7 separate regions of the Mus musculus genome follow, and all the other regions are linked to region 1. Evidence: chromatin contacts called from public HiCAR-type, HiChIP or PLAC-seq and promoter capture Hi-C data. All regions are on one chromosome and are shown on one strand. The core of a region is the stretch at or near the end of the contact, and the rest is flanking DNA. Distances in the headings are between cores, read along the strand shown. Region 1 holds the start of Slc35b4 (solute carrier family 35, member B4). Region 2 overlaps Plxna4 (plexin A4). Region 3 overlaps Plxna4 (plexin A4). Region 4 holds the start of Plxna4 (plexin A4). Region 5 has its middle 49 kb from the start of Gm32007. Region 6 has its middle 120 kb from the start of Gm32007. Region 7 holds the start of Mtpn (myotrophin).

Region 1 (2,633 bases), core at 81-2,580:
ATAAACTGCTTACTTCTGAAGGATTCAAACCAACAGTATCAAACAGGATAAATTTCCAACAGACATCACACCATGTTCAAAACTCAAGTTCAAAAATGGAAGGCATCTGGAAATGTTACTGGGCTAGGAGCTTAGACAGATACAGTCCAGCCCATTTTTGCTCTGCCACTTCCAAATAGTGAAAAGATGCCCAACTTTGCATCTGTTTCACTTTCAACAAAACAATGTAACTCTTGGTCACAGGGTTGCCCTAAGCAGTATATAGATAGAAACCTGTAGCTAGTGACTCTGAACTGAGTATTGAACTGTCTGAAAAAGGAGACCGAAGCTCCAAACCTTAAATAACTAACTGGAGCTGTTTAGTCCTAATCGTTTTCCAGTTCATCTCCTGTCTCTTTTCTAACTTCTGCCTACTGAACTTTGCACATAGTTACCCAACGTTATTTGCAAGACACCACACCACAAAGCCAATCCTGTTCCCAATCTACACTTCAAAGAGCACGCTTCTCAACGAAAGACTGTGATGTGCGAAATGCCCAGGGACCATGGTGACAGCTCAGTTGTTATCTGCACCACATCACTCACATATGAGTCTAAGCCAAGTGCTCACAACCATCTATCTCTACGACCAACAAAAACAAATGTTTCGCAAAACATGTCAACACACACACACACACACACACACACACACACACACACACAAAACTTTCTGTGAGAAAAGTTTTGCTCCAGACAGACACGTGTCATTCATTCACTGGTCAGCGAAAGGTGCTAGAGTTGGATGAGTAGTAGTTGGAGAGGGTGCTCCTAGAGACCTAGGATCGGTCACGTGAGAAAGTCTCCAGGCTTCAAACTCCCCAAAGTGTGGCTTGGAGATGCCGACAGCAGCACTCTGGATGTTCCTGTCACCTGGATGCTAACGAATGGAGGAGTGCCAGGGCTGCAGAGTAGCTGACTGCGTGGGTATCCCGTGCAGCGCACTAGGGAGGCGGCCAGGGCTAGCAACCCCGGACCAGCTTCGAGAACCCGGGCGCGGCCCGAGAGGGTCACTCACCGGGCCAGCAGCTCTAGGAAGATCACATTACTGCAGCAGCCTGCGAACACCAGGCCCACCGCGAAGGCCGGGCGCATGGCCGGTGCGGGGCACGGGGAGCCAGCGCGCAGAAAAAGCGCCCTTTCAGTTCGCTACCCTAGAAAATCCGCGCGCAACATCACCACCGCCAGCGGTTCCCTCCCTGAGGGCCGTCTTGATCAACTCTTCCTCCGCAGCTGCCACCGACGCGGCCAGACCAGGAGCTGTAGTTCTCAGTCATACCCGGTCCCATTCATTTGAGGGGGCGTCCTAGGGCTAACCAAACTACATGTCCCAGCAGACCGCGCGCCTTTACGGCAGGCGTGAAAAAAACAGGCAAGTTTCCCCCGAAGGCTCGCGTGAGTCGGTGTCGCACTGCCTTCTGGGAAATGAAGTCCCAATGCTGTTCGTGTTCAGTACCATAAAGGTTGGAATGGGATTCAACGAAATAGCTTGTGTGCTCCCTGTAACTGACTTCTCATTAGAGTATTCTAGCATCTGTAACAACTCACCTGCAACTGAGAGAATGTAGAAATTCCTGTAACATCTAAACCGAATTCTAGGACAACAGCGAACCTAAAAGTTTTGAGATTGAGCCTTGGCTTAAACTGCCTGTTTAGAGCATTGGCTTAGTACTCCACTCTCATCACAGGGGAAGATAGGCCTGTCTTACTAATAGTTGTTGTAGAATAGACTAATACAGTAAATGTATTGCTTTATGTCGTGATTTTTGTAGAGACACTGAACACATGTCTTGTGCTGGCATTTTGCCAGCTTAAGGTGCTCATTAAATATTGAATTTAACTGATAAAAGGCATTCTTTTTGCCATAGTTCTTGTTTCTAGTCTCCTTTGAAAGACAGACATTCCCAATTTCAGAATGCACTAGAGCTTATTGAAAATTCAAAGTTCAGGACCACAAATAAAAATTGTGCTCAGTAACCATCATTTAGAGCATGCAGGCGCCAGGATTCTGATGAGATCTCTGGGTCACAAGTTGGGGAAGCCACTGGCAAGTTAGTTGTGAATCTTGAGGAAAACTTCGGAGTGTTTATGTTTATCCCCTAAATTGCCTCCCATCATGTGGTGTCACTGCTGATGCAATCACACGTATGAAGGGGCACAGTTCTGAGCAGTAGCACTAGTCTTACATAATAGGAAGAAATAGGGCTGTTAATTCATCGCATCTATGAAAAACTGGTCTTGCTAGGTGTACAAACACAGAACACAAAGGCACTGGCCTATGTACATAGTTGATGGTCACCATGCAGTCTTTCTTGCTATTGCTGTTGAATCGGAGTGAACACCAAGAGGCTCAGTAACTGATGCCACAAGACTTCAGCTGAAGGGTAAAAGGCACGTGCTTCCTTTCAACACTTAAATGCTGACGTGAGCATTGTATGTGCGCAGCATATGTCTTTCAGGTGCGCTCAGAGGCCAGACAAAGGCATCCGATCTAGAGCTGGAGTTTCAGAGGTTGTAAGCCATTCCCTGAGTGCTCCAAGTTGAACCTGGGTTCTCTGCCAGAGCAGCCAGTGCTCTCAACCACAAAAGCATCTCTC
Region 2 (2,633 bases), core at 48-2,547, 1.8 Mb before region 1:
TCAGAGAGCTTAGCATATGACCCTGGGTCTGTGCATCACACCTAACCCCAGGAACTGGTTTAGTAAAGCTGGGTAGTGACCTGAGTTCTAAATAGCCAGAGGGAACAGGAGGCTCACAGCTATACCAGCCTCTAGAGCTGGGCGGGCAGACACTCATGCTGACACCAATTTTACATGTGTTCTTGCCTAGTACAGCAGAACACCACCCCCAGTTAGTCCAATCACCTTTCCTTTGTCTGGTTGTAACCACAAGCTAGCAACGTTCATCTTCTTCACTGGAAAAAAACACTAGAAGCACCACCATATGTAGAATCTCTTTTTATATAAAAGGGGGAAAGCATGAACGTACACAGATGCACACCCATGTGTACACACACACACACGAGTTTCTCAATGGCACATCCTCCTGTGACCAACATGATACCTCACTCACAAATTACACAAACTGAAGGATGAAGCAGTGTAGGATCATCCAATAAATCATAAGCACACATCAAAATCTAACCCCTCAACTAAACCTGGGCCTGATCAACATCATATCAGTTTTGAATGCTGGAGTGGTTGATCTGCAAATGATGTGAGATCATTTGGAGCATAGTTATTCACCACTGATCCCTTTGCTCTCTGAGTGATTGTACTTTAATTAACATTTAGTAAAGATTGTGAGATCATCCATGAAGCGGCTCTATGTAGGGGATTCCCTGAAGCTCAGAAGAGAAAGGCAAAAAGAACCCCGTCTATTGACAGGCAATGAAAGCTGGGCACAGTGGTGTACAACAGCAATCTCAGCACTTGGGAAGATGGAGAAAGGATTGTGAGTTTAAGAGCAGCCTGGGCTATTTAGTGAGACTCAGTCTCAAAAAACAAAACAAAGCAAGCAAACAAACAAAAAGCCTAGATGATTGACCAACAACTGACTGACTGACTGACTGACTGGCTGACTGACTGACTGACTGACTGACTGACTGGCTGACTGACTGACTGGCTGGCTGAATGACTAAATATTAGAAGGGTCTATCAGCTCTTCCACTCAGGACCAGACATCAAGGCTGGAGAATGGGAGGAAGAAGGCAAGTTTGAAAGAAGACCCGCCAGTCCTGCCAGTCCTCACTCCCCGGGGTCATCCCACCAGGGCTGGCCAGTATGCCTGACAGCTCACAGTAGTCCAAGAGCAACAAAGACCTCCTCTGCTGAGAGAAAACCAGACTATGTTTTTGTCTCTAGCCACTCCCCCAGCAGCCCGGGTCCTGCCAAAGGACTGCAGGTCAAGCCTGGGAGAGCTCCAGCTGGCCCGGTTCCCCTCATAACTGCACTTGGCTTCATTAACCCAGCCCTCCCCTTCCAGCCAGTGGGGCAGGAAGCCTTCTCTGGGCCTGTTTTTCAGCCTGTTTTTTCTCTCTCTCAGAAGTGGGGCAGATGGTTGCCACAGTAGAAGGAGAGCCCGCTGGGAAGGGAGAGAGTGAGCTGCCCAGGTTTGGGATGGCACCTCAGGGCTTTGCACACAGGTGACCTGGCACCCAGTCTCCTGGCATTTCCTGGCACAGCCCTCCTGATAAGCTTAACCTTTGTCTGAGATCACTGGAATTCTGCCTCAGAAAAGGAAACACTGAACTGAGCGTGGAAAACAGGGGGAGATGGGATGATGCCAAAAACCTTGCTGGAAATCCTTAGCAGGGATTACCGTCTCCAGGATATGTTGCCCTAGACAGGGTACTTTTGTCCGGGAGCTCAGAACATCTGAAAGTCTCAGAGGTATTCTCTAACCCGAGGCTTCTCAAACTTTCTGTGGTAGAGAGCCATTTGGTGAAAATTTTCCAGTCTTTCGTAGAAGGATACATTTGTCAAATACCAAGCAAATGACTAGAAAAAATAAAATAGCAAATGACAGCATGCAAATTCATTGGGCATACCCCCTGATCCCGAACAATATCGAAGTGCTGTGTGCATTTCCAAGTCTTCACCCTCTGATATCTGCCCTGAACAGACCATTAACACATTGTTCACAGACCATACTTCGGTCTAGTCTAGACTCAGTATATGGTTCAAGTACCCAGAGCTTCGGAGCGCATTAGAAATGCCCAATCTCATGTGTCACCCAAGACCTACTTAGTGAGAATTTTGCATTCTCGAAAAGCACACCCCCCACCGAGTAGTTTTGAGTATGATACCCACCATTTGAGATATGGTGGAATTGAGCAGGCTCATTGTTTAATGCACTACAAAAGGTTTTTTCACACTCAACTTAGAGATGTCTTTGAGTAAAAAAGGTACTTTGTGTTAAAGCATCTTAGCAGAGGGGCTAAAGGAATGGCTCCGTCGGCAAAGAGCTCCTCTTTAAAAGATAAGGCTTGAACCCTAGGACACATGTGACATAAAGCCAGGCATGGTGGCATATGCTTATAATCCCAGCATTGGGGAAGTGGAGACAAGCAGATCGCTGTGGGTTGCTGGCAGCCAGCCTGACCTACTTGGCAACTACCAGGCCAATAGGAGACTCTGGAGATGGAGAGCAGGGCAAAGAGGGAGAGATAAAAAAAAGTGAATGAACAAGGTAGATAGTTTCAGAGGAACAACATATGAAGTGGTCTTCAGGCCTCCACACAACACATATACATATGTGCATATACACCTGC
Region 3 (2,633 bases), core at 44-2,543, 1.7 Mb before region 1:
GACCTCTAGGCAGTAAGACAATAGCATTGGCCTTAACTCAGCAAGCCCCTGAAATGTATTCACAGCAGTAGGAACCTAGCATATTGCTGGTCCATGGTGAGGCAGGTCCCACCCTCTCCTTGTCCTTGGGCTCCCCTGAAGGGGCTACTGACTTGAGATTTCCAGCAGAAAAGCTCTTCTGCCTCTGTTGGAACCCCTAGGGATGACCTAGAAGTTAGCTCTCATTCAGCCCCCTGGCAGGGAGCAGAGCTCTATCTTCCCTTTGAGTTCTTGGGGGTCTGGTTTGTTCAAGGACCCACCAGCTCTTGTTACTAACTCCTGGAACTCTAAAGTATTTGCCAAAATGGAGGGAGGGGCAGGGGGAGCAGAACTCTCACCCTCTGATCCCAGTCACCCACCCGATTACCCTTCCTGCGTTAGGCTCCCAGTGACTGCATTCAAAGGAGAGCAAAGCAGGACGTATGTGTGCTGGCTCACCTTGTACAGCACTCCCTACCTTGTTATTTGCTTGCTTGTTTATTTTCCAGACTCTTAAACATACTGTGCCATCTTAAACCACCCAGCAGGACATACCTGCAGCATTTCGAACCTTGTCTGATAAGCCAAGCATCAAAGCCACGTGTGTGGGCATGGGTTTCTCAGCACCTGTGCTTAGTAGGAAACTCAAGGAAGTTGTTAGCTTTAAGCCCCTCTGCTATCTCCCAAGAGGTCAGTCGGAGTCAACCTGGCATTTCTCTTCCCCCCCCACACACACCCCTAAGATTCCCTTCCCTTCCCTCATACTTGCTTTTAACAAATTTTTTCCATATTTTCATTTCTTTTTCTTGGACTACAGAAAGGTCTTTGTAAGCACAAAGCCAGATCTTGCCTTGCTCAGAAATATTTTCCTCACTGACTCTTGCTTGTTAGTTTTAATGTTTATCCTGGTCAATTGTTCCAAACATGAAATACCCATCTCTAAAGGGTTCCTCAAACCTGCCCTTGTTTTTGTTTTATTGTGGTGGTGGTGTTGTTTTGTTTTCAATATCTTCTGTATCATCTTACCTAAGCTTCAGACTGACCCTGTAAGCTGCCAAGATCTGCTATGAGTAGAAAAGCAAACGCTTGATACAGAGAACCCCGTAGGATCAAAAGACAGCGGGAAGAATTGTCTAAGGAAGAAAGAAAGCTCCTCTCACCAGACAACAGTGATCACAGCAAAAGCTAGGGCAGATCATTCCGCAGACCTACCCATCCCCCTCCTGGCTGACTACCTCCCAAGCCAGGCAGGGGCCCTGGAACCCAGTTCCGGGCTGTCAGCAGAGATAAATTTAGCACCAATGATCTCATCTTGCAGAGCAGCCTCAGGGCCTCAGAGTGCTCAGGGAAACATCACTTGGACAAGCTGAGAAGTGACAGACACTACTGGCCCCTACAACATAGGTGGCAGGCAAAAAGTTCCCCTTAGAGGGACACTAAGCCCATGAGGAGCAGTGGCCAGAGTGTGGCCAGCAGGTGGCAGGCTGAAGGAGCTGAGACATGGACACCCTGAACTTCCCAGGGTCTCCCAGACCTGGGCAATGAAGCTGAAGGCTCACAGCAAGTCCACAGATGATCAGAACTGCTAAGATCTGGATGAAGAACAAGCAGTGCCAAGCATTCTCACTGTAGAGATATGGCCCATGTCCCAGCAAGTCCCTCCCTACCCCATCAGGATATTATGTGGTGGAGTATTTATAGATACAACAGTGGGCAGAAGGCAGAAGTGGCTGGAGCCCATTGCTCTGCCTCCTGCCAATAATATAAGCCCAACAAAGAGGACAATCTCCCTTGTCCTTTACAGAAAAGAATGGAAACTTGTCACAACTGCAAACTTTCAAGTTCTTCCACTGAGATAAGCTTCCCTTTCTGGCTTGCCCTGCTGGTGACTTGCTGACCAGTTCCCCCAAGGTTTCTTAGTATGTGTCACAGTGAGGCTTTCGGTTTGCAGATCCTGGAGTAAAACATTTACGAGGGTTCCAACCACTGGGTCATGGTGCCAGGACAGTTCTTCAGCTGGAGTAAGGTTTCTTGGCTCCAACCTCTGCAACCACAAACCTTTCTGATGGAGGGAGGATGGCATGAAAGTCACTCAAGAGAATGGACTTGACACTTGCAAAAAAGGACAAAATAAGCAGCTATTTCTAGGAGGTAGGTCCCACCCTAAAGTGCAATGCATATTATGCTATTAAAGGGGATGGGAAGTGATGAGAAATAGATGTTGTCACCTAAGAAAGGCCAGGCTCACATCTCAACACACCAGGGCCACCCCATGTCAGTTTCAGTCACATTAGAGGAAATCAATTCCCAAGAACAAAGGCCTTCGGTTTGATCAATGCCATTCCTGGGAATCACCCAGGACACATAATTGAGGGGCTGTCAGAGAAATCAAAACACACTGAGAAGTTGGGGTGATCACCAAGGTCTAAGTCCTTCTGCCGGGGGGCAATGTGAGCGATGTTACAAAAGAGAGGAGAGTGTCACAGGCAAGAGAGTAGGGTGGACAGCACTTTTGCAGGTGAAGAGTTCAAAGCTTCAAAGAAAGGTGGTAAGATACAGAGCCAGGATGAACGATAGTGCAGACAGTTAGCCAGCAGAAGGTCCCACAGGGTAAG
Region 4 (2,633 bases), core at 68-2,567, 1.6 Mb before region 1:
CTTATAAAAACCAGTTAGGAAATGAAAGGAGCTAGAAACAGCAAAATCGTTCCCTCATCCTACCAGGCTGGATAGGAGAGTCAGTCATTTACTGAATCCCACCCTGAAAGTCCTGGGGAAGAGAAGTCTAGGTCCGGAGAGGAGAAGAACACGGGAAATCCCTGCTCCGGCTGCGATGCACCTACGCGGGTGTCCAGGTGGGACGTGGGCAGGTGCGTGAGCGCAGTGTGTGCCTGTGTGTGAGTATGTGTGTGTGCGCGCACGCGATTTGTGTTTTGCGTGTGTGTGTGTGTGTGTGTGTGTGTGTGTGTGTGTGTGCGTGTGTGTGTGTAGTGGGCTGCCTCAGAGCAGGCGAGGACTCCGGGACCGGACTCGCCACCTCCGCCCGCTCTGCCCAGCTGGCCCTGTGCCCGGCCGGCGGCTCCTTACCTGGAAGCGCGGCGTTTCCCTCCTTCAGCCCCAGCGCCGCATTGACACTGCAGATGGTGCCTGTACCGCTGCCTCTCGCCCTCCTCTGAACGTGTGCGTGTGCGCGCGTGTGGCTGCCTCCTCCAGCCCCAGCCCCGAACGCAAATACTCCACCGAGGCACGGGGAAGCCACGAGCAGCAGAGAAAAACGGAGGGGGCCAAATCAGAGCCTGCCGGGCTTGACAGCTCCTCTTGCAGCGTCCAAGGTGGGCGTAATGTCCAACAAAAAGGTCAGGAAATGAAGATCAATTCCAAGCACCCCTAGCTTCCATCCAGCCCCGGAGCCCAAGCAGCGACAGCGGTGGCTCTCAGGGGCTGCGGCGGCGACGCGGGGCTGCCCCCCTTCGTCCCCACCCCCGCGGGCTGAATGTCCTTGATGCCAAGCGGGCACGGCGGCGTCACTCCGCGCCGCCCATGCTAGCCGGGTCGGGCCGCTGCCCGGGCGCGGCGGCGAGTACGTTGGGGACCCGCCGGGGAGCGCTCTCCGATCCTCTGCGCGCCTCCCTGGGCAGTGACGGCCACCCCCTGGCAGCCCGGGGCTGGCTGCGCCGCTGTCGCCCCCAACCCTGGCCGGGGACTAGCCGGGCAGTGCCCAGGGGCCGGGGCTGGGGGGCCTCGGAAGCCGCCGGCAGCTCCCCGGGGAGGCGCGGAGCTGCGGTGGTAGCAGCGACGGCGGCGGCTAGCGCTGCGGCGGCCAAGAGCGCGGCCGTAGTCCAAGCCGAGCCTCCCAGGCGCGTCCCCGGCCCCCCGGGCGGGCTGCTCGCAAAGTTTGCAGGGGGCAGGGAGCGGGGCCGCCGCTGGCTCGGCCGCCGCCGGAGCTCCCGGGCTGCCTGCTGCCGCCGCGGCTCGCTGCTGCTGTGCATTGAAGCCCGGCCAAGCGCTGCAAAAACTCCAGCTGCCTGGCGCTCTCTGGGTCCTCCTCTCCTCCCTCCCGCCCTCCCTGCTTCCCTTCCTCCCTCCCTCTCCTCGCCTCCTCCCCTCCCCGCCGCCCGCGGCCCGCCGCCGCCGCCGCCGCTGCCGCCGCCGCCGCCGCTCCCTCTCTGGCTCGCTAGCTGGCTCGGAGCTCGCGACTGACATCTAGACCAAGGTAGAGCGGCCGGCAGAGGGGGCAGGGGGCGCTTCCCCGCACGCTGCCGCCACTGGCCCGCCTGCTCTTCCCCAGTGTGGACGTTTGCAGACACCCCCTGGGTCTTCTTGGCTTCCTCGAGTCACCCTGGCGGTGGAGACACAGGGCAGAGTGGTGCATATATGGTGCCACCAAGTGCACTTGGATCGGGGCATACTCCCAAGCAGGCATGTGGTGCAGGCGGTCAGAGGCACTTCTGGGTGTTCCTAACAGACACCAGCCAAACATACATCCATTCCTAACCTAGAATCCCTGTCCAGCCCCACCAACCAAGGTAATCCTACACAGAGCACTAGAGGATGCCCAAACCCAAGGTTTCTTCTAGTCCTAGGACAGAAATGAATGGCCAATGCCACAGAGCTTGTTAGGTAACCTGATCTGTCCAGAGGCTGACCTTGCTTCACTGTCTCTGAAGCCCTAGGTCCTGGGCCATGTCCTAAACATAACCCAGACATTGCCAACATCAGAATAGTTTCAGAAGCCCAAAGGAAGAAATCCAGAGGTTGCTTAAATTGAGAGAGCATCTGGCAGGCAGGGAAATAGGTGAGGCTGCACTATCTAGAATATCTCTACAAAGACCCCCTCCAGTTAATGAGCCCAACGACCAAAATAAATAAATAAAAATAAAACAATTTTCAAAAGGATGCCCACCTATTTGTCTACCCAACTCTGCATGCTAAGTTCAAGGAAATGGCTCTGTCAGCCAAGTTCAGTAAGACTAGCCATTCATCAAAGAAAGACCTCTCCAGGAGCTTATGGTTTGGGGTTCCTGACCCACTCTCCCATGACACTTTCTTCAACCTCAGTCACTTCCTGCGCATAACTGTCCCTCCCACCAAAACCTCTCAGAATCTGCTTACTAGGAAAAGGTTGACAGTGGTATAAATTCCTTCCCCTTCTTATAGGGGTAATGTTTTCACAAACATCAAAGTTATACCCTCGGTAGACTTTCGAGGTGACAAGTTGGACAAGCTTCCGGGCAGGTAGCACACTTGGGTCGGGTTGGACTTACCACCCAGGACCTTGTTGAAAGTGCTCC
Region 5 (2,633 bases), core at 41-2,540, 1.5 Mb before region 1:
AATAGATATATAGGTATATAGCCAAAATAAAGCCACTCTGGATAAGAGGGTACACTTTGGATCATGGAGACTGTACTCTTATGTAGATATATGTGTGAATATAAATACATGTATTGTGTGTGTGTGTGTGTGTGTGTGTGTTTCACATTTTAGTTAAAAAGTTGGCAAGAAACACTTGCAGTATTTGTTCCTGGGTGGTGGCAAATAATATTTTTATTTTTGTGTGCTTTTTTTTTGTCTTGTTCAATCTTTCTCAGAAAAAGATACTGTGATGCAACATGCAAATGTGTTGTTCTCTTTTTAAAAGGGAAAGCTCAAACCTCTCTGAAAGAATTCATCGCTGACCTAAACACTGACCGTTAATCACCAGGGCCCTCAGCAGCGCTGGACTGACTTGGCTGATGGCTGCCTGCTCTATCATCACCCAGGAAATCCAGACAGTGGAGATGGAGCGCAGACAGACCAGGTGAAACTGAAAGGCCAACTTACAAATCAGACACGCTTTCATCCCTGGCACAGAGCTGCGTGGGGGATGGGAGAGGAGCCCTGGGAGCCCTGCCGTGTGCAGTGTGTATATGGTGATATAGTCATGGTGACTTGAGCATGGAAAGAGAGCTCTGGAAGGACTTGGTAAGTGTTCAGCCTTTACAGAACTACAGCATGTACACCAACACACTGGTGGGAGATAAAGCACACTTGACCCAAGTTAACCAGTTCCCTCTCTTCGTTTACACATAGGAGTTTAGCATTCCCACACTAACCCTGGCCATCAGACCCACAACTCCCAGAACCTGGACTGCCTGTCTTGCTGTGATTGCTTCCCTCTCCTAACCCCTCACCCCATCTCTAACCCCATCTCCTAACCCCACCCAACGGCTAGCATAATTCAGTAAGTAAACCCAACCAACATCCTACCTCAGATAAAAGTTGCTGTTGTCTGAGTGTTAACAAGTCAGAGCACCAAGTTTTTATTGCTACCTTTCCAGCTCCCCCCACCCCTGCCCCCGACCTTTGGGCAGTCAGCTATTTACTTTGTGATTCAATTTCCCCAAAAGAGAAAGAGTTTATTTCAAGAGAAAAACCAAGAAGAGAAACACATCACCTATTAGGAATGTATATCTATCAATTCTACTAAGATTACATTTTTTTCCTTGGGATAAGGAAATAAATGGAGTACATAAATTATTCCTGCTCTCAGCCCCTCCCACCACACATCTAAGGGGTCAGACAGGCAGGTCCATGGGGCACTAAGATGACTAAGGCAGTGGGGGGCTGGGGTGATCCTGGAGTTGGGTGTGGCTCTTTCTACTTATCTTCAATGGCTTCTCCCTAGGGACATTGTGGTCTTAATGGAGGCTGCATTAGCTGAGCTGGTGATTCAATTAGTTCTAAATGCTCCTGGACTGAGAAGGAGGGATGGGAAGGTGGGGATTTGCTGACTCCTATTTGCCGGAAAGGGTTTCCCAAGACAATGGAGATGCAATTTGAATTCCCAAGCCCCCCACTCCTTTCTCCATTCAGGAGCCCCTGGGTCATCAACCCAAATGAGATCATGCTTGTGAAAGTACTTTGTAAAGTATTTTCATTACTCATCCCCTCTTAGGAGAAGGGCCCGCTGCCTTCTCTGGCCATCCTTTTGTATACAGATGAGGGGCTTCCCTGGGACAGAAGGACCAGGATGTTTTGAGGAGTGAAGGCCCAATTCCCAACTTTGAGGAATCCTGAACCATCGGAAATGTTGCTCCTCTGCATGGTAAGGGCAGGGACTCTTGTTTCCTACAGGAGCCTTATGTGGAGCCTCAGTTCCTAGCAAGTGCTGCTTGATAGCTAACAAGAAGGGTCAGGTAAAGGAATGTGGGACAGAGGGGAGAGCCAAAGAGGCCAAATGGTACAGAGATGAGGCTGCACATCCTTTAACTTTGTAGGAGAAAGTTGAATTGTCCTAGGGTCTGGAAATCACCCTGGAAGCTACCAGAGTTTTTTTGGTTTGGGGGTGTGGGGTTTTTTGTTTTGTTTTGTTTTCTTGCGGGAGTGGGGGGCAGCTTTAATCTACACCTTTGATCCCACCCCCTGCTGTGTAAAATGAGGAGTTAGCTTAGAAAGTGCCCCCAGGTCCAAGTTTAGCTGAATCTTAAAACTACCTGAGTTCTGAAATCATCACACCTCAGACACACACAGATTCGAATTTCATTGTTCTGGCTGTGCAGCCTGGATGTGAGTGGTTTTCATAGCAAACAAGTTCTCAAGATAAAAAAGATCCCATGCCTGGAAGACTGTTCAGTATACTGATTAAGAAAGTGCTTGCTGTGTAAGCATGAAGACCTGACTTCAGATCCCAAACACATTAAGAGCTGGTCATGTGACTCCAGAACTGTGGAGGGAGAATGGGGGATAGGCAGATCTGATCATGTGGCATTGCTAGCCAGACTAGCTAGTCTCATTTTACACACACACACACACACACACAACACACACACACACACACACACACACACACACAAAAACACTATTTTTGTGGTGTAAACCTGCCATGGCATATTTCAAGAAATGACTATCTGATGACCCCCACCCACTGAGCCCTAGTATTCTAATGTAATCCTTTTCTCTCATAAGTTCATTACCTGGGGTAGAGG
Region 6 (2,633 bases), core at 51-2,550, 1.4 Mb before region 1:
ACAGATCTTGTATACTCACGCTGTGATGTCTGTGGCCACGAGAGGAAATAGACTCCAACCTCATTCACACCTCTTTTTTTTTTTTTTAACATTTCCAGAAACATGAGGCAGACTTCCCTCCCTCCTCATTGGCTAGCATAATATCACATGCACGGCCCCAAGCCAATCACTGGCAAGGGAAGTAGAATTACCATTTTGGCTTAGAATCGTAATGAAGATTCTTTGCTGGGTTGGGGAAAGGTGGTTGCTTCCTAAGAGACTTAGTCACCCTCACAAACTCAAGATCTGTCAGGAGGGAAAGTGTTAACTTTTAGGGAGGTGACAATGAACAGTATTTATTGCACCCTGCAGCGAGAGATTATGGAAAGAACCGGAAGAGCTTGGCCCTTCACCCCACCCCCTACAGATTTATAGAGATTTCCCTGTAGGATATTATAGACTGCCTGTAACCTTTTTAGTGCCCTGTAATCCTCACATAGGACATTATTTATGTGTCTTCAAGCTGTCTATAAAACAAAGGATTGGCTTATGTTCTCGTGACTCTAAAAGGCTGTCAGGGCCAAATAGATTGTTCTAGAAGTCTGGGGGCATTAGAGGGTGAAGGAGAAATCCATGGACAGCCAGGCTCGGGCAACAGGAAGATGGTGGCATTTTGGGCAACAGAATGTTCCAAGAGTAAGGAATAGGTTGGGGAGGTTTGAAGGCTAGGTACAAATAATTAGCAGTTCAGGACAACTTGAGATTGTGGTCACAATTACGCAGGAAAAATGTATAGATTTATGGGACTTCGATTTCTTTCTTTTCGTCCTTCTTCCTCCGTCCCTCCGTCCCTCCCTCCGTCCCTCCCTCCTTCCCTTCCTTCCTTCCTTCCTTCCTTCTGAAGGCAGGTGGCCGAAGCTGCGCTGGTGATATTTCACGCAGCCCTACTCGGGGCTGCTTTGTATCTGTGTTATTGAGCAGCCTAGCTTCGAAAACCAATACACCAGTAACAAATTGCTAGAGTAGAGGCGGAAAATTCCAGCCCAACTGCTACATTCCTTCCCATCTTTCACCTCAGAAGACCTTGAGAACCTAGCAGGCACGTGGCCCTGAGAGCTTTATTTAGCACGGCTGGGCTCTGGGCCCGGTACCCCAGTGGCCCACCTGGGGCCCGCTGAGTGGCTGCACCTGGGACACCCTCCGGTGGCAGACACAGTGGGCGCACAGCTCAGCCGCCTCTCAGTCTCTGGCTTCCTGGGTGGCAGGAGGAGGGAGGGAGCTCCACGCAGTCGCACAGATGTCTTGGAACTCAAGGGAAGTAAAAAAAGGAAGTAGGGAAATTGTCTGACAGACCCCAACGAGCAAAATTAGCATCAGCCACAGGCTGGAGGCTCTGCAGTCATTTTCCCTCTGCCTGAAACCTCAGGAAGTTTGCTGCAGCACTCATGACAGAGGGTAAGGTGAGGAAGAGTAGGGGCTTCGATTGGTTCGGCCCACAGAATTATACTCTACAAACGCGTACTAGACAAGAGGTGGGGGGCAGGGGAGCGGCGTTTAAGCAATTGGAACTCTCAAGGGCTATAGAATAGAACCAGGCTGGGCTGCGCAAAAGGGGACTTTGAAAGTAGGTGGGAGAAAGCCTTCTGCAGAGGGAAGGATTAAGGTCCAGTTTACGAGCTGTGAGACTCTGAACAAATTATGTAAACTCCAAGCCCCAGTTTCCCTATCTGAAAATGGGAATAATAGGATTACTGGGACGGGAGGTGGTGGACATAAATATTCTGTGCAGAGAGATGGCTTGGAGCAGGGCTTACTGAAATTGTCATCGAGTGTGGCAATCCTTGATGTAGGAACAACCCAAACTTGTGCATATTTATTTTCAATCCTTGTTATCATAAAATGTAAGCTGTAAATATGAATCTCAACAAATTATTAGAAATTAAATATACCAGCCAGGCATGGAAATGCATGTCTGTGACCTTGGCTATTCGGGAGGCTGGGCAGGGGGGAGGGAATTGCTCACACTCATAAAATCCAGACGTTCCAAGACAGCCCTAGAGAGTAGTGAGACCTCAAGCAAACAGACTGAGTACTCAAAGACTTGAACCATCAGCAGGACCTGGAGCCCCATCCCCTTACTCCCATGGATGGAAACTGCACACACACAGTAAGGTCATTGCTATTCATTAGTGATGATTTTTGGTTTTGAAATAGAGTTGCTACAAAAGCATCCTTTACCCACACTACCCACAAATCTACAGAGTTTGTCTTTTCTTTGGGGGGGGGGGCATCTCACATAGCCCAGGCTTTAGCTGTGTAGCCAAGGGTAAGAAACTTTAGATCCTCTGGCCTTCATGCCCAAAGTGCTGGATTACAGGTGTGCATCACTAGGTTTCATACGGTGCTACGGCTCAAACCCAGAGCCTAAAGCATATTAGTAAGTACTCTACCAATCGAGCTCTGTTCTCAGCTCCAGCAGTGGACTTGTGTTCAACAGCATCGTCTGTGTGTATGTGTGTAGCCATAGTCCACCCATTTGTATTACTGTGCGTGACTGTATAATATTCCATACACCTCGGTCTTCCTACCCTTCCAGTTTCTATTTGCAAGCTAGCTGTCGTGACTTGTGCTACTTGAATGTGCCAGGTAGGAGA
Region 7 (2,633 bases), core at 78-2,577, 1.4 Mb after region 1:
TCCTAAAACAAGTCCTGTGAGGCAGGATGCCACCGCTCACACCTTTTAAGATTTAAAATCTTGACCGCAGGCTCACACTTTTTGAAGAGGACCAAGATGTTCACAGTTGTCACAAAATTCTACTTTCGGAAAATAATAATAATAATAATAATAATAATAATAAAACTATAGAAGTTCTCCTTACAATTACAAAAGGAGCAATTTAAGACCCAAAGGCAGGCCAGGTCAGAACTTTCCAAGTACCTCCAAGTATGGTTTTGAATTTGGGTTTCTTAACCATATCCCAAACATAGCGTGATCAGACTGCAGTACTATTTACTACACACGCGCGCGGACTTCAGATGAAATAATGGAGTACCCCAAGTTAAAAGGCTTTTTGAAAACTACTCCGATTTCCCAACACCCCAGATGCCAAATGGCAACCTTACCACTCGAAGCAAACGATACACACACATACACATATTATGTGGTGGTGGTGGAGAGGAAAAAGGCCACACCCAAGTTAAAGACTTTCAGAGCGAAGTGACACCAAGTTTCAGAAATTTAACTATGGCTATTTTGGGGCAGCTCATTTCACGGGTGACGGATCCTCTGAATCCTCCCCATCTCCACCAGGCCGCACGTTCAGGAAATCGTTCCCGATTCGAACTGCTCGGGTTTCCTTCTCAGGAACCCGGTGCGAGGCCAAGATGGAGAAATGCCTCATTCAAAGATTGCAGTACCCGGGGTATTAGAGGGCCGGCCCGTGCCGATCGAGGGAGACAACCAGGCGCCCGTTACCTGCGGGGCTGGGACAGGCCACAGCCGCCTTAGCAACAACACAGCGGTTACCTGGCACCGAGGAGCCACCCAGATCCAGGCCCTGCGGCGTCCACGAGTCTCCCAAGCTGGCCCAGCTCCCGGTGTCCCCCACGCCCTGGGCTTCACGACCACCCACCCCGCCGCAGCGCAGCATCAGCGCCGCGCATCCCCGCTCACCTTAGCCACATAGTCCTTCACCTCATCCAAGTCTCCGTTTTTCAGGGCCCACATGAACTCCTTGTCGCACATGACTGCAGCGGGGTGGGCCGGCGGGCCGGGCAGGAGCGGCGATTAGGCCCGACGAGGGGACACGAGAAAGCGACGCGCCTCAGGCCGCTGAGCGGGCGAGACTGCGGGTCGCGGCTACGGTTCGGGCGGGAGAAAGTTCTTCTGCAGCCGTTGGGCCCAGCAGAGCAGGTTCCGCCTAGCTGAGGAGAAGCAGGACGCTTACACTTCCGGTTCACGCCCCGCTAGGGCCCGCCTCCCACTTCCTCTTCCTCTTCCTCTCTCCAGAAAGCTCTGCTCGGGACCCCGCCCCGACTGCTTACCTCAGGAGAGCCACTTTTGCGCAGGCGCATTATCCTGGCCGGCCAAGGCAGAGTAGAGGCGTGGTTCCAATGGGCGGGGCCGTGAGGCTGAGTAGAATGTTCCTGGAGGTCAGGAAAATCAGGGGCTGAACCTGGGGAGGTGTTGGATGGGAGTAGGACACTCCAGTTCCACGACAGAGGGGAACGTTAGTTTCCAGGGCTCACTTTCTAATAATTCTAAAAATAACTAATAATAATAATAATAATAATAATAATAATAATAATAATAATAATGTGTTTAGATTCTCTCTCTCTTACTATCCCACTTTAAACTAGTAAAAGAGGAAAAACAAAAAACCAACCCACTCTCAAAACATTTTTATTGAGACTTTCATCTATGCATATAGTATGTTTTGAACAAATTCATTCCTGAATCCCTTCTCCACTTCACCACTACTTTTCCTTCACAACTTTATGTGACCTCTCTTCTTAAAACAAAACCAAAAACAAAAAACCAAAAACCAAATTTTCATTTACGTGTATGATAGTTTTGACAGAATATATACATTTATGTGAACCAATGTGTGCGAGTGCCCGAAGAGGCAAGAGGAAGCATAAAATCTGAGAGAGCTAGAGATACAGACAGCGGTGAGCCTTCATATGGGCCATGCTGGGAACCAAGCCGGGCTCCTCTGCGAGAGCAGCCAGTGCTCTTAACCTCTGAGCCATCTCTGCAGCAGTGCTCGGGTCTTGTGTTGAGCTCTCTGAACCCACTTAGCGCTTCCTGTTGAGTGCATACGTGTGGGACCTACTGGTTTGTTTTACCTTTAGGCATCAAACTCTATTCCTATTCTCATACATCAGTGGCTGGGTGGGGCTCTCTCCCTTGGTCTTTTCTCCTCTCTCTCCCACTACCACTCTTGGCCTTTCTTCTCCCTTTCCTCAACCATGCAGTTTCTTTGGGACATCCACCAGAAGGAAATAAAAAGGAAAGAATAAAACTTTTTTTTTCTCAGAAGGAAATCTTCAACACGTAGTTGAGACAACGGTGTCAGTAGGTTTATTTCTTTTTAATTGCATACGTACGTGCTTGTGTACAGATGCACTGATGTGGGCATGAGTGTGCATACGTGTAAACTCAGAGGACAACTTGTGGGAGAGTACTCTTATGTAGGTCCTAGTGACTGAATTTAGGTCACCATCGGGCTTTGTCACAAGCATCTTTCCTGGTTGAGCCATCTTGCCAACTCAACAACGTGAATTATGTACATTTACTTTCTATGGTGGAAAATACTTAAGTGTGTG

The links. Promoter capture Hi-C pulls out the DNA fragments that hold promoters and counts their contacts. HiCAR-type assays count read pairs that join an accessible place to other places. HiChIP or PLAC-seq counts read pairs in DNA pulled down with a chosen protein or histone mark. Capture Hi-C pulls out chosen DNA fragments and counts their contacts.
Region 2: a promoter capture Hi-C map of liver shows a contact between it and region 1, with 4 times the contacts expected there. The contact joins the enhancer-like site here to the promoter of Slc35b4 in region 1. A contact is called at or near these places in 7 of 39 promoter capture datasets (the 3T3-L1 cell line, the C10 cell line, the HPC-7 cell line and 3 more) and 2 of 115 datasets of contacts at active chromatin or transcription factors (astrocytes and embryonic hindbrain).
Region 3: a HiCAR-type map of astrocytes shows a contact between it and region 1, with 6 times the contacts expected there. The contact joins the enhancer-like site here to the promoter of Slc35b4 in region 1. A contact is called at or near these places in 8 of 39 promoter capture datasets (the 3T3-L1 cell line, 3T3-L1-derived adipocytes, the C10 cell line and 5 more), 3 of 115 datasets of contacts at active chromatin or transcription factors (astrocytes, embryonic limb bud and neural tube) and 2 of 9 other capture datasets (adipose tissue and liver).
Region 4: a contact with region 1 is called in a promoter capture Hi-C map of embryonic stem cells, with 6 times the contacts expected there. The contact joins the promoter of Plxna4 here to the promoter of Slc35b4 in region 1. A contact is called at or near these places in 8 of 39 promoter capture datasets (the 3T3-L1 cell line, 3T3-L1-derived adipocytes, the C10 cell line and 5 more), 1 of 484 Hi-C or Micro-C datasets (cortical neurons), 10 of 115 datasets of contacts at active chromatin or transcription factors (SST interneurons, T-cell acute lymphoblastic leukemia, astrocytes and 6 more) and 1 of 9 other capture datasets (adipose tissue).
Region 5: a contact with region 1 is called in an HNF4G HiChIP or PLAC-seq map of pancreatic cancer cells. The contact joins the enhancer-like site here to the promoter of Slc35b4 in region 1. A contact is called at or near these places in 9 of 39 promoter capture datasets (the 3T3-L1 cell line, the C10 cell line, cranial neural crest and 6 more), 3 of 115 datasets of contacts at active chromatin or transcription factors (astrocytes, embryonic stem cells and pancreatic cancer cells) and 1 of 9 other capture datasets (embryonic stem cells).
Region 6: a promoter capture Hi-C map of hippocampal neurons shows a contact between it and region 1, with 5 times the contacts expected there. The contact joins the enhancer-like site here to the promoter of Slc35b4 in region 1. A contact is called at or near these places in 10 of 39 promoter capture datasets (the 3T3-L1 cell line, the C10 cell line, cranial neural crest and 5 more), 5 of 115 datasets of contacts at active chromatin or transcription factors (the NIH/3T3 cell line, T-cell acute lymphoblastic leukemia, astrocytes and 2 more) and 1 of 9 other capture datasets (adipose tissue).
Region 7: a contact with region 1 is called in a promoter capture Hi-C map of liver, with 4 times the contacts expected there. The contact joins the promoter of Mtpn here to the promoter of Slc35b4 in region 1. A contact is called at or near these places in 1 of 39 promoter capture datasets (pre-B cells), 2 of 484 Hi-C or Micro-C datasets (CD4 T cells and natural killer cells), 1 of 115 datasets of contacts at active chromatin or transcription factors (thymic regulatory T cells) and 2 of 9 other capture datasets (adipose tissue and liver).

Annotation. Positions count from the first base shown.
Region 1 is chr6:34,175,724-34,178,356 of GRCm38.p6, forward strand. Slc35b4 (solute carrier family 35, member B4) reads right to left here and starts at 1,331. Exons shown (of 10, transcript NM_021435.3): 1 at 1,055-1,331. The coding sequence starts at 1,131. Gm13855 (a long non-coding RNA gene) reads left to right here and starts at 1,325. Exons shown (of 3, transcript XR_868963.3): 1 at 1,325-1,499; 2 at 2,482-2,633.
Region 2 is chr6:32,395,999-32,398,631 of GRCm38.p6, forward strand. All of the region lies in intron 3 of Plxna4 (plexin A4), which reads right to left. Among named protein-coding and RNA genes, the nearest start is that of Plxna4os1, 110 kb to the right of the region's middle. Within about 2 kb of position 1,298, at least 92 of the 459 cell types and tissues checked have an H3K27ac peak or open chromatin away from gene starts, as enhancers often do. A contact at or near this core is called in astrocytes and liver, where this site is marked.
Region 3 is chr6:32,478,013-32,480,645 of GRCm38.p6, forward strand. The region is part of intron 3 of Plxna4 (plexin A4); the gene reads right to left. Among named protein-coding and RNA genes, the nearest start is that of Plxna4os1, 32 kb to the right of the region's middle. Within about 2 kb of position 1,294, at least 78 of the 459 cell types and tissues checked have an H3K27ac peak or open chromatin away from gene starts, as enhancers often do. A contact at or near this core is called in adipose tissue, astrocytes, liver and 1 more, where this site is marked.
Region 4 is chr6:32,586,875-32,589,507 of GRCm38.p6, forward strand. Plxna4 (plexin A4) reads right to left here and starts at 1,318. Exons shown (of 32, transcript NM_175750.3): 1 at 430-1,318.
Region 5 is chr6:32,705,266-32,707,898 of GRCm38.p6, forward strand. No RefSeq gene overlaps it. Among named protein-coding and RNA genes, the nearest start is that of Gm32007, 49 kb to the left of the region's middle. Within about 2 kb of position 1,291, at least 13 of the 459 cell types and tissues checked have an H3K27ac peak or open chromatin away from gene starts, as enhancers often do. A contact at or near this core is called in embryonic stem cells and pancreatic cancer cells, where this site is marked.
Region 6 is chr6:32,779,596-32,782,228 of GRCm38.p6, forward strand. No RefSeq gene overlaps it. Among named protein-coding and RNA genes, the nearest start is that of Gm32007, 120 kb to the left of the region's middle. Within about 2 kb of position 1,301, at least 48 of the 459 cell types and tissues checked have an H3K27ac peak or open chromatin away from gene starts, as enhancers often do. A contact at or near this core is called in forebrain, hippocampal neurons and pre-B cells, where this site is marked.
Region 7 is chr6:35,538,561-35,541,193 of GRCm38.p6, forward strand. Mtpn (myotrophin) reads right to left here and starts at 1,328. Exons shown (of 4, transcript NM_008098.4): 1 at 979-1,328. The coding sequence starts at 1,050.